2 separate regions of the Mus musculus genome follow, and region 1 is linked to region 2. The links are chromatin contacts, called in public Hi-C maps. All regions are on one chromosome and are shown on one strand. Each heading gives the region's core, a stretch centred on a gene start, on an enhancer-like site or on the middle of the called end of the contact. The rest is flanking DNA. Distances are from core to core; before and after follow the strand shown. Region 1 has its middle 2.8 kb from the start of Mir137. Region 2 has its middle 180 kb from the start of Gm32344.

What was found. A called contact is a pair of places that touch in the nucleus more often than the background predicts.
Region 1: a Hi-C map of cortical neurons shows a contact between it and region 2, with 1.9 times the contacts expected there. The contact joins two enhancer-like sites. A contact is called at or near these places in 1 of 39 promoter capture datasets (hippocampal neurons), 2 of 484 Hi-C or Micro-C datasets (both in cortical neurons) and 1 of 115 datasets of contacts at active chromatin or transcription factors (forebrain).

Annotation. Positions count from the first base shown.
Region 1 is chr3:118,429,006-118,433,133 of GRCm38.p6, reverse strand. No RefSeq gene overlaps it. Among named protein-coding and RNA genes, the nearest start is that of Mir137, 2.8 kb to the left of the region's middle. Within about 2 kb of position 2,718, at least 40 of the 459 cell types and tissues checked have an H3K27ac peak or open chromatin away from gene starts, as enhancers often do. A contact at or near this core is called in cortical neurons and forebrain, where this site is marked.
Region 2 is chr3:118,140,325-118,144,511 of GRCm38.p6, reverse strand. No RefSeq gene overlaps it. Among named protein-coding and RNA genes, the nearest start is that of Gm32344, 180 kb to the right of the region's middle. Within about 2 kb of position 2,596, at least 7 of the 459 cell types and tissues checked have an H3K27ac peak or open chromatin away from gene starts, as enhancers often do. A contact at or near this core is called in cortical neurons and forebrain, where this site is marked.

The DNA.
Region 1 (4,128 bases), core at 1,469-3,968, 290 kb before region 2:
ATGGTTTTTAAAGGGAGGGAAACAGCTTCGAGGCACAAAATAATTAAACCCATTTTCCATACTCTGAACTCACTAAGTTGACAAGCTGGTTGAGCTTCTAGGGTTTAAGGGTCATTTAGAACTGCCAGGGTGTTTAATTTCTCAGCCCACCCTTTCAGTACTCACTATGAATACATCACTGTGCAGGGTTGAGAACACCTTGACAGAAAGCCCTTTGAAGCTCTGCCCTAAGTAAATAATTTTAAGAAGGAAACCCAATAAAAACTCATTCTCAAAGTGACTAATTTTGACATTAAGAGAAAAATCCCCCATTCTTTGGTGATCTACATAGCTCTTACTTGAGCAGCTTTGTCTTAAGACCCTAGAGTGGATATACCAATAAATGAGGGGGGTATTGTTCACTAAATAAAATGGACCAGTGGAACGCCACCACCCAAGACATGCTGCAGCTCCATTAGAAAGTTCTCAATTGGTTTCTTGCTTTACTTTCAAATACATGAAAGTACATCTGTGTGAGTGGAGGGGAGGAACATGGAAAGATGGCAACAGACATGATTTCTGAAATTATGTAAGTGCAAATAGCTCTCCATCAAGGAGTAATTATGTAACAGTCTCTCCCACCACCACAACTCATCTCTGACTGACCTGGTTGTAATTTAAGGTACTTAGGATGTACCTGCTCTCATTATTATTTTTTGATATAACACTTCTCCAGGTAGACCAACTCATCCTTTTCCTGACACATCACTTACAAGTAGAAAAACCAACATGAATTCCAGGTCTTATGATTTAATGTTTGCCTGAAATAACTCAAAAGAAAAATAGTACTTCTCACCGACTATAGCCTATCTTTGCAGTTATCTTTTTAGGTAACTCCATTTACCAAAAGATTCAAGCCAGTGAAACAATTAATAAATACTATTTTCTGCCATTACCCAATATAGATATAAAATGGAGCTTTTCTCTGGTACTACAACCAGTAGAAAAAAAATCAAGAAAGCTGACAGGTTCCCTTTAGCCTGAACTCCTAGAAACAAAAGCCCTTAGGGGAAGTAAGGCAATAGTCTATGAGCAACGTGTGCATTTCCTTCTTTACTCTTTTATTTAAAATCTCAACTGCCTCTGAAAGGAAAACAAAACACATTGCACAGATAGGATTTGATTTACTAAATGGAATGGTTTTCAAGTCAGAAGCATGGTCAAGGCACACATACACATACACACACCTCGCATACACACGTTCTCCTCATGCTGTAGAATCATGGCATAAATGCCCACACAGCTTTTCAATGCTTTCCAAGTTCTTTCCCTTAGTTTATCAGGATTACAAGAAAAATCACACACACGCACACACACACACACACACACACACACACACACAAGAACACACACATACACACACACACAAGAACACACAGAGAGACCCACAGACTAGCATGCTTTAAGAAAAAAAATCTGGAACAAGACAGGCGATAGGTTTTCTTCCTAACCAAGCAACAGAGTCAGCCCTTTCCCTACATACCAAATGCTCCACACTTCAGCACCTGGACCAGTGGACAGCTCAGCCCAAGCGGACAGCCTGCAGCACTCCCACCAGAACTGACGCTCCGAGCTCTAACCACAGCTCTTGTGCTTCAGCGGGGCAGCCTGACTTACGAGAACACCATTTCCTACGAGACCACTGCCGCTGGGTGCATATTCAATTCAAACCTCCTTAAGCTGTCGGATTTCCCCCACCCATCCACTCTCCCCACCCCCCTCCACCCTCCACACAAAAAAACGGAAAAGGGAAAAAGCCCAATACTACCAGGGCGTTTGTTGATCAACTTACACTTTCCTCTCGAATATTTAGGTACCGCTATCGGAGCAATAGCAGCGGAGGCTTAGGTCCGCATTAAGTACCTTTGTTCGTCGACTCCTGCAAGCCATGTTTATTAGAATCTACAATTCCCTCGCGCCCTAATAACTGAAGGTGTGTTTTTCGGGCAAGGGGTGCTTTCAGCACCTTTTGATCTCTCAAGGCCACTGCCACTATGGCAGTGTTCCTCTGTACTTCCCCACCCTGTCCCCCACTCCCCAACACCCATCCTAGCTAAACGCTTGGTAATTAAAAACCAAATATTCATAAAGCGAGCTACAAAAAAAAAAATCGGTTTAGGAAATAAGGCAATTAAGCTAAAGCAGAAATATTCTCATTCTCTCTCTCTCTCTCTCTCTCTCTCTCTCTCTCTCTCTCTCTCTCTCTCTCCTCTCTTCTCCCCTCCCTCCTTAACTCCCTCCTCCCTTCTTCTATCTCTCCTTCCCTCTCAAGTAGAAAAGGGAAAACACGAAGGAGAGGGGAAAAAAATCGGGAGGAGGGTGGTAGTGGACTCCTACAATCAATGGCAAAACACTATACACATCGTCACCGAGTAACACTCTCTGTCTCAGACAAAAAGAAACCCATTTACCGATGTAAACATAGTCGCCCTCTCCCACACATCCTACATCCTATGCGTTTGCTGAGATTTGTCTGCAGTATCGCAGGTATAGCAAAGTAACTGTCACAAATCCGTCTAGAATGAAGTGCTTACCCTCTAAATCCAGGTTGCCGGCTGAACTCCAACTGTGTGCAGAAGCCAGGAGTCATCGGATGGGCGGCGAGGCAGGCTTGGGCAGTGGGAGCCGCTGCTCTCTGAGCGCCCGGTTACAGTGTTAACAAGCCCTGGGAAGGGACCTTGTCGCCTCTCGCTGGCTGTGCCCCAGTGCCTTCGCGTGGTGGCGGCTTGCTCATGCTTCGGAGGAGTCCCAGGCGAGAGCCTTCAGCTGATGCGAGCTTCCAGAAAGGCGTGGGGAAGGGGGGAAAATCATCTAATGCAATCAAATCGATCTGATCCACACCATCTGTCGCCTGCCACTATACACAAACGTTAAAATAGGAAAACGGAAAACACTGACAGCCCAAGAGGCTTGGTCTGCAAAGAGTTCATTTTTAGCAAAGCATAATTGGGTATGGTCGGCGTACAGTTACAAAAAGCCGCTGTTAACCATCCAGTAGTGGACCCCGAACATGCTAATGGTGGATTAATTGAGGAAGATCTGACGTGTGAGCTTCATAGTCTCTTATTCATGACTTCCCAATGGGAAAGGACCAATGCCTTGTGGGACTATGGTAACATACAGTCAAAAAGCTGCTAAGAAAATGGCTGTGTGTTCACAGCACCTCTCTCTGATAACAAACATATGTCGACTAAAACGGTTTAGTAGAATGGGAGGGGGGGTTGGAGAATAGAATTTTCATTCCCTGTGTAAGCAACCCCCATATTCTTTCCTTAAAGAAAAGCAAAAAAGATATATACAACATCTTTAGCATACTGGAGAGAAAAAAAATGATGCCTTTAAAGCCTTTTTTTTTAATTTTTAATTTTTAAAATCAGCACCAAACTGTCACAGAAAAGAAAAGGAGCACTTATATAGCAGTTCTTAAAAAAAAAAAAAAACTATCATGCGTTTTCTTACTGTGATCAAAATACATGCAAAGCATATGCTGTATATAAAAACAATCTAGTAAATACCACTAGCTTTGACTAGGGGTTATTTTTTCCAGGTACCCTCTATGACTTATTGAAATCAGATCAGGATGCCTTTTTGAGAAACATTTTGTATCATTTAAAATTGATGGGGGACAGTTTTTAAAAATTAAGTTTTATAGTCCCTCCTCCCACCCATACACTGTTTGATGTGTCTCTGATCTAAACTAAACATTTGATAGGAGTGATATGGCAATGTGGGAAAGGGTAGAGATGTCAGGAAGAGGAAAAGGATGTATACTATCAATAATCAATAAATTCTACTCTATTTTTAATAGAAAAATAGGGAAATAAAATATATCACACCCTGTTAATTGTGATATTTAAATGCATACCATTATTCAAAATTAATGTTTTATGTATGGAGGGAGAACATATTTCAAACAGTGTGTGACTGTCCCTCACCTATTTGCAATTTTCAGATATTTTTAGAGGAACATCATAAGAGAGTTTCTTCTATATACGTGTAGCATTCTTTTATTACCTGTTATAAATAGGCTACACTTCTCTGATTTTCACATCCATTTGAAAACAGATAATCATATTCACTTTATTCTGC
Region 2 (4,187 bases), core at 1,347-3,846:
CTGTGGAAATGACTTTCAAAGATACCTCTGCCAATCAGATAGCCCTTCCCCATGTTCTTAAGGGTTTCTGAGCACATGCTGAAGTTTCCAACATCCTGTCCACAAATAGCAACCATGGGGAGTCACCCTCCCATCAGATCCAAAAGACCATGTGTGTAATCTCATCGCTAAAATATTAAGTCATGTTTGAGTTAGACACATTCAAAGGAACCCTTTTTGGCATTTCCCTTCACCTCTGTTGAGCTTCCACTTTAATAAATATTACTTTGTGGCCCTATTATTATTATGGCTACGATATTTTTTTAACAATTTGTTTTTACTATTTTAATTATCTATATATGAGGGGCAGGCAGTATGCACTCATGAATGCAGGTACCCACAGAGCTCAGAGATTCCTCTGGAAGCTAGGATTGCAGGCAGTTATAACCCACCTGATGTGAGTGCTGGGATTTGAACTCAGCTCCTCAGGTAGAGCAGTATGTGCTCTTAACCACTGGGCTATCTCTCCAGCTCCCCTCCCCCCCCCCATGCCTATTCCCAAAGCTTGTTCCCTAATAATAAAAATCCAAGGACTTTTGAGATAGGAAAAATCTTCATTAGGAATATAGTGCTCACAGGGATGAAGTCATTGACTTGTGTGGAACTTGCTTTAGGTTATATAGTGGGTAGCAGGGTCAGAATTGAAATGTGAACTATTGATTTTCCATTAGATACACCTATGCTGGTTCTAACTCTAGGCTACATGGTGGCTTCCAAGTGAGTGGTGAGAGAAAGTTGGTGAACATGCGTCGATACTACTGGTATTGTATTGACTTTGATAATAGTAACTTCTGAAATGCCCTCAGAATGTGTTTGTCAGGGACTCGAGGAACTGCAGAGGCAGATATGTTTTCCCTTTGCTAGCTTGTTTGGGGGAAAAGTAGGCAGAAATGAGGAAATTCCCACTTAGTCTTTAAACCCACATTGTCTGCAACCTTAAAGCAAGTGTACTTAGCTTTCCAAGTATTTGTGACAAGATGTCCGTGGTTTAGCATACGTAATGCCTTTTGCAGAGGGCCTTGACCTGTGCGGACAGGTATACTGTATCTTCGGAGATCACAGACACTGGATTTGGGCTGTAAATTTCATATCAAACTATTTTCTAAAATCATCAACTGTCATCATTTCTGAAAAGAAATAGATCATCTTTGACTTTAACTTAGTTTCTCTAAATTGGCGTAATATGTGGATTCCTTGAGGCCTACAGTCCATGTGCATTTCACAAATCGAAGTGAATCAGACTGTGTGAGGAATCAGCTGTCTAAGAAATAAGACCCACCGTGCGCTAGTTGCTTGTGAACTCTGGGTCCAGATGTAACATGGGTATCAGTCCAGTTACTTGGCCTTGTGGTTTAGAAAGGAAGGTTATCAGGCTAATATTGACACGTTTATGATCAGCTTTTGCCACTGAGAGATAAAAGCACCTTTCTTTAGATCTAATCAGCTCATCTCCAAATGCCTCAGACCAAAACTCAATGAGAAACAGGGAATCACTAGGTCAAGAGTTGGCTTCCCCATTCACATAATTCTGCTACTTCATACCATAGACAGTAAATAATGCAGGAGATTTTTTTTTTAAATAAAACTAGCTACACTTCCCATTTTAAAAAGAAAAGTCACCTTAGATAAAGAGAACCTAAAATACGTTTTTTTTTCCTTGGCTTAGCTCGGGTAGAAACATACTATTTATCTTTCGGGCTTGTGAAAAATAGTTCTAAGTTGCATCTCAGAGGTCATTTAACTGCGACCATTTTTTTCTAAGTTATAGATACAGAGAACAGAGCTTTATAACTACTTACCATCTGGTGACAAATTCTTCCTGAAATGCCTTCCACCCATCCATATTTTAATGTCTTTTTTTTTTCTTTCAATCATGTGTAATACCTCAGCCAAATATATTGGTTTATCAGTTATTTTCCCAGTTTCTCTAGGCGGCATTTGTTGTATGAATATTCATTCTTCTTTCTAGGCCTCCCTCTTGCACTGATGACAGCTCCAGAATTGCCGAAGTGCTAGGTCTATGTTTTATAGGCAGCTCTAAAGCCTCCTGGACTTGTGGTTCCTAAGCGGAGCCACCTTACCTTTGTGAGACTCTGAAGGCTCAATATATTGCTATTTCTATTATAAAGAAACTGTAACAAGCATGCCAACCCAATCTGGCTATAGAAAACTGATGGCTGTAATACAAAGAGAAATAATAAATAAAACCATATATGTGTGTGAGTGCATGCATGTATAAAACGTATACACACACACACACACACACACACACACACACACACACATACCTGCATTTACCCCTGAGTTCATAATAAATGAACTATAACCACTACAAATATAAATTTAAATCAAAGAAACAGTTATTTTTTACAACCCATGTATATACTTATTGCCTCTTATATTTGCAGGCACAGGGTCAAGGCACAATTGTAAAGATAATTTCAGCTTTTGGTTTCAGCTACCAGCCACCTGCTACCATTTCAGAGCGGAGCCGTGAGCTGTGCGGTGGCCAATTGTGGCTGCGTGGCTCCATGGCAGGTTGTGGGGCTCTGGGTACATAATGAGGCACAAGCCTAAGCCTCGGCTCTCTCTCCAGTTTGCTGCTGAGCTGCCAGTCACTCATCAATCCTCTAGGTCTCGTTTTTTAAGGACAAGCAGATGAATTAAAGGAAACATTTAAATAGCTTCTTTTTTTTTTTTCTTAAAAAAAAAGAATAACAGTCGCTAACGCAAATAAGTGAAGTTGGCAGTATATTTGAATTGGCGTCAAGCATGCTTCATTTTAAGGTTTACACCTGACAAAGCTTTCATTCTTTTTCCAGTTTTGAGTATCTCAAATGAAAACCCTCAGCCTGCTTTTGCACGTTAGAAGAGTGTGGTCCGTACTGACTCCTTCACCCTTGCTTTTCCTCCGTTAACACTTCCGGAACATATATTGCATGTTTCCACCCCATCAAGGTTAACAGAATGCAGGTTCGGGGCTTTTCAGACATGGGTGAGGCCACTGTCATTCCAGGGACCTCTTGTCCTTTTCATCTTCTCACAGGTCAAGAATCAACGTGACTCCTGCTCTTCTGGGTCCCTTGCAATAGCCAGGGCTTTTTTCTTTCACTGTTTAAAATGTGTGTTAAAAAAATAAAAACGTTAAAAGTATAATATTAGGATTAGCAATATGGTTAGTAAAAGGTTTCTAAATTCAGCTGTCTGAGTCATCAGAAAGGGGGGAAATGCCAATTATAGAACAGAAGCTGTTGCTCAGGCACAAGCCTCACTCCTGAATGTTTGTGTTTATTAAAAAGAAATCCAAACATCTAATTTTAGTTTCTAGGAAAAAAAAATAAAATGAGAACTTAACTTTAAAGTGGGTCAAATTTTCTAAGTTGTAAAGAGAGCGGGAGAGAAAAAAATTACACTCCCATAGGAGATGCTTTCAAGACTCGAGGGGATTAAAACAAACTCGTAGAGAAGGAGCATGTAAATTCACACATGGGAAGCAAAAGCGATGTATGTCACAGCATTTGTAGATGCTTCCTTGGTTTGGTTTTTCGCCTCGTATATATTGACCCACATTGCACTAGATTCTAGTGAGTTAGAGCACTAAAAAAAAAAAGGTGAATTCAAAGCTAGAGGAAGGCAGAAGAGAAAGAGTAAATACAAGAAAGAACTAGAAGACTGTGGACTTCAGGCTCTTGTGAGAAGAGAGCGAGGGAGCTGGACCGGTCTCCAGTGTCTCGAACATGGCTATCCTGAGTCTCTGTAGAGTTTGCTCCATCTCACGATGGCCTCCAAAGGAAGCAGACCTGCAAATTACTTTTTCCTCATCAGTTCCAAAGCCTTCACTCTGGAAGCAGCTTTGCCTGGTCTTTCTCTTCTCTGCCAACTCTTTCTCCACACTCTGGATCAAAACACAACAAAGGCTTTATGTCTTTAACATAACAGAGGGGGGGGGGAACTTAACCTCATTTGCCTCTTTCTGATTGTGACTATTGATCTACTGAATTAAAGAGAAAGAAAGAGAAAAAAAAAATCTGTGTGTCTGACAGAATACTACACACTTTTTTTACATATGTTTCTACTGTGATAGAAATTGCCATTTGCCCAAGTACTTTTTATATAAATGCCCTCAAATTTCTAAGATGGTACAGTAT